2 separate regions of the Triticum aestivum genome follow, and region 1 is linked to region 2. Evidence: chromatin contacts called from public Hi-C data. All regions are on one chromosome and are shown on one strand. Each heading gives the region's core, a stretch centred on a gene start, on an enhancer-like site or on the middle of the called end of the contact. The rest is flanking DNA. Distances are from core to core; before and after follow the strand shown. Region 1 holds the start of LOC123169262. Region 2 holds the start of LOC123166848 (protein CELLULOSE SYNTHASE INTERACTIVE 1).

Evidence for each region. A called contact is a pair of places that touch in the nucleus more often than the background predicts.
Region 1: a Hi-C map of leaf shows a contact between it and region 2, with 6 times the contacts expected there. The contact joins the promoter of LOC123169262 here to the promoter of LOC123166848 in region 2. A contact is called at or near these places in 3 of 5 Hi-C or Micro-C datasets (all in leaf) and 1 of 1 datasets of contacts at active chromatin or transcription factors (leaf).

What each region holds. Positions count from the first base shown.
Region 1 is chr7D:139,513,473-139,516,172 of IWGSC CS RefSeq v2.1, reverse strand. It overlaps LOC123169262, which reads left to right and starts at 1,271. Exons shown (of 7, transcript XM_044587093.1): 1 at 1,271-1,557; 2 at 2,673-2,700. The coding sequence starts at 2,695.
Region 2 is chr7D:138,957,654-138,960,353 of IWGSC CS RefSeq v2.1, reverse strand. LOC123166848 (protein CELLULOSE SYNTHASE INTERACTIVE 1) reads left to right here and starts at 1,287. Exons shown (of 8, transcript XM_044584654.1): 1 at 1,287-1,548; 2 at 1,934-2,063. The coding sequence starts at 2,010.

The DNA of each region.
Region 1 (2,700 bases), core at 22-2,521, 560 kb before region 2:
GTTGTATTCCATTTAAAATGTCTAAAAAGACTTATATTTAGGAACGGAGGGAGTACAATGTATCACAAACAGAAAATAATATTAAGGTTCATAAATCAACGAAAGATCATTGTTGTTGTCAGAACGAGTCGTCGACGCGTCGTTGTCATCGTTCTTATACTAAAGCCGGCATGACCTTATTGATTACAACCAAAAATCTTTGTGCACGCGTCCCAGAGGACCACCCACATAGCCATGAATAGTCATATTTAGTTAAAAACGTGCGCAACACTTTTTATTTTGTTTCAAGGCAGACATAGAAGAAGTGCATCACAAATCTCCATAAAATGCGTATCCATGGATGGTGTAATTGATATGGTCGTCCATCCACAGATTGGGCAAAGGTTTTCGTCTGCATAGCATCACTCTTTATAGCCTGAATGCTTGACGATGCTAGCTATTAGAAAAAAACTTCTACCAATGAGAAAGAAAAAAAAATGCTTTTATTACCTTTTTTGGGAAACTATCATCTTATTCTTCAATCATGACAGTAGTACAATGAACATCATAAAAAATGAAAATTACACCCATAGTCAAAGACCACCTAGCGACGACTGCAAACACTGAAGTGAGTCGAAGGCGCGCCGCCGTCATCGCCCCTCCCTTGTCAGAGCCGGGCACAACTTGTTGTAGCAGATAGTCGGAAAGTTGTCGTGCTAAGTCCTCATAGAACCAACGCACCAGAACAGCAACCGTCGCCGATGAGAAGAAGCTCAGATCGAAAAGATCCAACCTGAAGACACATGAACAAAGACTGGATCCGAGCCGATCCATCAAAGACAACCATCGACTAAATCCACGAAATCCGTCGGAGACACACATTCACAAGGCCTCCGACGATGCTAAACACCATAATATAAATGTGTTTTCTTTTACATATTTCCGCCGTCCCTAAAAAAGTTTGTGTTAGGTTTGTGTAGATACGAACGTGGTATCTAGAGCTTTTTGCATAGAGTTGACGCTTACGCTTAAAATCAACCCCCCCCCCCCCCCCCCCCCCCCCCCCCCCAAACCAAAATCAGACCCCGTTCTAGCACGACCGCAACACAGAGAGTATCCGGTGTGTGTCCGTGGGCCGCCACGCCACGTCCACGGTCAAAGCCCCCAGCAGTCTACAGACTGCTGCGTCGACCGAACCACGTGGTCAGAAGCGTCCGCCCGGGCAGCCTTTTTCCGCTTTTCTTTCCTTCCCCGCTCCGCCTCGGCTCGTCAGTTTCCGGTGTTCCCGCTTCCTACACACACGCGCACAGCCCCCCCCCCCCCGGGTCTCCTCTCCTCTCCACCGCCGCTGCCCCATTTCCATTTCCGTTCCCGTCTCCCCCTCATCTCGCCCCAGTCAAAATCCACCTCCTCTCGCTCGCCACGCCACCGCTAAACCCTCGCTCACGCCGCCCGCTTCCTCCATCCCCCCTCCCTCCTCGCCTCGCCCGGCCGCTCAATCTCCTCCGTCCTCGCTTGGTTTCGGCAGCAATTAATACCCGTCGCCGTCTCCGTCGGCCCGAGATCTCCAGGGTTCAGGTCCGAATCTGCTTCCCCCGGTTTTTTCGCTGCCGTGTCCTGATATTTTGTTCGCCGTGTGGTTCGAATCGGTGATGCATCTAGCGAGGGATGCTCCCCGGCCGGTTCCCTGCTCGCGCCCGCCGCGGTTCAGCGGGAGGTTTCTCTAGGGTTTATCGCACCGCGATGTCGGGGGCTGGGAGTGGGATCTCGCGGTGCTTCATCCGCGAGCTGGGGCCGGTTGGTTATTTTGGTTCAGTGCGTTCATCCGGTTTCTGGGCGGTGAGGTGAGGTGCGGGTTTATTGTCGGGAATGCAAACACCGCGGCCGTGCGTTTCTGCGTGCGATTAATCCGGGGGTTTGTCTCGCGTGAGATCTCAACCTGCAAATGCGTTTGAGCGCGCACATGCCTAGCACCGTGCATATGGCTAGCGGTTTGGTGATTGCGCGGATTAGTACTGGCTAATGACAGCTTTGCCATGCCAGATTGGTAACGTTGATGTACTGGTGTTTGGCCCCGTGGTTTATTGGATACAACGTGTCTGCATTTGGGGGGTTAATCAGTCAGGTACTATTTGCCCAGGCTTCATGGTTCGTCGTCCTGCGAGCAGAGCATTTGTGGTCGCTGCGTCTGATTGCCGATCGCGTGCATATCTTGCAGTTCATCACGCACAACAAAGGCTTTTCACCGTGCACTCTTCTATTCCGTATCCATTTCTTGAGATAGCGGGTGACAAATCTGTATCAATACATATTTACCCTATCTAGTTTGTATATACCATTAAAAGTCTAATATAAAAGCATTCATATGAGTTGCTGATTGGTACTAACCATTTTTTAGAAAAGGATTGGTACTAACCATACCATGCGATTTTTTTTGGAGCTAAATGAATAAAGAAATGCCCTCTATGCAAATTTAACCTGCATAACAGTTCATTCCATTCTGACACATGTGTTGTGTTTTGTCATATGGTAGAGATCACTGTGCCACATGTCCTTGATATTCTCCTTTATTTGACTTGTTAACTGAAGAATATCCAGCAGAATTTTATTTCCATCCACTCCATGCCATTTTTAGTTTACAAGTTTACAGTTTCTTGCATGCACAAGCTTCTTACTTAAGGCTATTTTTGCAGATTGGTAAGCTTTCCTCGCGACATGGAG
Region 2 (2,700 bases), core at 38-2,537:
CCGGCCCGGTGTCCGGCCAGTCCATGGCGGCGCGGCCTCCCACAGCAGGGCGAGCTCAAGACCGACTGGATCCGCTCCAAACCCGGCCGCGGGGTGCGCTATCAGGTGGCCGTGGTTGGGTAGCTTTGGGGTGTCTAGGGGAAGGGGGCTGGGGGAGCGCGCGTCCGAGCTGCACAGCTGCAATGGCAGCGGCGACGGCGGCGGGGGGCAAGAGTGGAGGGGGTGCGGCTGGAGGGAGGAGGGGGCGGATAGAAAAGGGTCCCTGTGCCACCGACGGGCGGGCCAGGGGAGGACACGAGCACACGGTCCGCCTGTCCGCGCGCTGTCCGTTTCACCCCAAAAGCGGCCCAAACTTGGGCCGCGGATGGGTCGAAGAAAATGAACAAAAGTCCGTTTACGTCCGCACGCTGGGCTGTCTGATTTGTTCGTTTTACCCCAAACAGACGCACCCCGACGGGATGGGGTCGCGCGCTGGAATTGGCCTAATAGAGCTGATTACCCGACGGCACGTTTCATACTCACGTAAAACCATATCTAACGCCAAATTCGTGGAAAATGGTAAAGTTTCATACAAATGGAAAACGGCGCGCCACAAATGAAGGGAAGAAAATAAGGGTGGTGACACGAACTAATCAGCTCGTGCAGATGCTCTGCTGAAGGAAGAGGATCGGACGAAAACACCCTCCGCTAGTTTTACAGCTATGCACAAGTTGGCGGATACCTCTCCCTCCTACCCTACCCTACCCTACCTGTTGATTTTCTTGGCTCTGCAAGACAAAACCCCTCCAGCCCATGCAGACTGGCACTAATCAACAAACGCCGTACCTCTACCAGCTTACAATCTGTTTTGTTTAGTCCAATCGACACGGCTTAAACTAGAAAAATCAAAATGTTGCATATACACCCTTGAGAAACGAAACATCTTATGCAGTACCATTTGTTACCTTTTTCTTTATGGAAGTGTAGTTACCTATAAAATCTAGCTTGAGCTGTTAAGCTCACCCTGAGCAAAGTTTTTTTTATCATCGGGCCAAAATTTTATAATTCTTTTTGTACAGCAATTACCTCTGAAATTTCTGCAACGCATATGAACATATTTATCCGAGAATTCCTGAATGTGCAAACAAAAAATAAAACTTTAGTCTTTTTTCTGTAAATGTGAAACATGGGAAGGGTGATTGTGCAAGAGTGCCAGTAGAAAGCTCCAAACCGGGTTGCCCCCCAGTGCCAGCCACTGTCGGCGTCGGCGGTAGGTCGCTGCGCTGCGCTGGGAAGAAGAGAAGAGGGGCGCTCACTCACTGCCACTGGCTATATAAATTGCGGCTCCCTTTTAGGCCCCCGATAATTAGCGTTAATAATATAATTCCGCGCCAGGGAGGGAAAAAAGATAGAGAGCGTAACAGACGACGCCTCTCTCTCTCGTCTGTGTGTGTGTGTGCATGGGCGGCGCCCCCCTCCCCACTGGATCTGCACTGACGGCGTAGCAGCAGGAAGGCCGGCCAACTCCCGGAGATTCCTCGCGAAAATCTCGCGCCGGTTCCATGAGAGGTTTGCGACAATCTTCCGATTCTCCTTTGGTTTTTCTTCCGCGGTGATTCCGGAAATGGCGGGTAGCAGTGGTGTGCTGCTCCAGTCGAGCTCCGGGATTGCGCGCGAGGGTGCGTGATCTAGGCGGTCGCTCGAGGGATTTGCGGGCTGATCAGCGTCCAATGAGGCGATTCGTGGGAGCTGGTGTGAGAAATTGGGAGTGTCGGTGATCCGCTCGGCGGCGGCAGCTGCCGCGTCCGCCCGCGGCTAGATCTGGGGCCGCGCGCCGGTGGTCAGCTGCGCCCGACGCAAAATCCGGGCACAGCTCAGTGCCGAACGGGATTGCTCTTCACTGCGTGGATCTGACGCAGCCGTTTTTTCTTTTTACTTTTACTGTCGGTTTCAGGTTGAGAGCTCGGAGGCAGTGAGGAAGAAGCGGGTAGCCTGATCTGCTCGGCTCGAGGAGGTCACGGACACCTAACATGGCGGCGGCATTAGCGTGGAGGTTCAATGGAACCAACGGCGGCGCAGATCTGGTAGGTGCCCCTCTTGCTGCTGGACGTCGTGGTTCTGAGTAGTAGAGAGTGGCAGGCAGCCTGTCGCTTTCAGAGTCTTTCTTCAACTGCAATCTTCGCTTCCGTGATTAAATAGTAAAGTAGTGGGATAAGGATACTCTTTGAGAGTGAGATCGGTTGTCACTTGCCAGCCTACTTGATACAAGTCCGGCCTGGGTATCGTATCGGTCGAATTTTAAGCTTTGGGGGTTCCTTTCAACCAGGTCTATCGACTTTTACTGTCGACAGACAATAGTTTCGATGTCTATCTTGAGATCAAGGAGCTAGGGAGCTGTTACAGCAGTAGCATTCTTCATTTCTTCTGGTCTGGGCCATGCATGTTCACTCGGGTGATGGCGAAAAATGGGCTCAATAAATCCATATGCTCGTGTTGTGTTAACTTTTGGCATTTATAGGCATTGGAAAGCTTTCTTGTGCCGTAGGCATGTAGCTATTTTAGATGAAGCAAAAGCGTGTAAAAGATGTACTGATTGAATGGCTGGATTTTTGTTGCCGCATCTTTTGCATGGTCTTGATGTACTGAATCTCAGGTTCATTTTTGTGTGGACCTATGTTTGATGGACAATACACGCCTTTTTGTTTCTTCATCTCTGTGGAT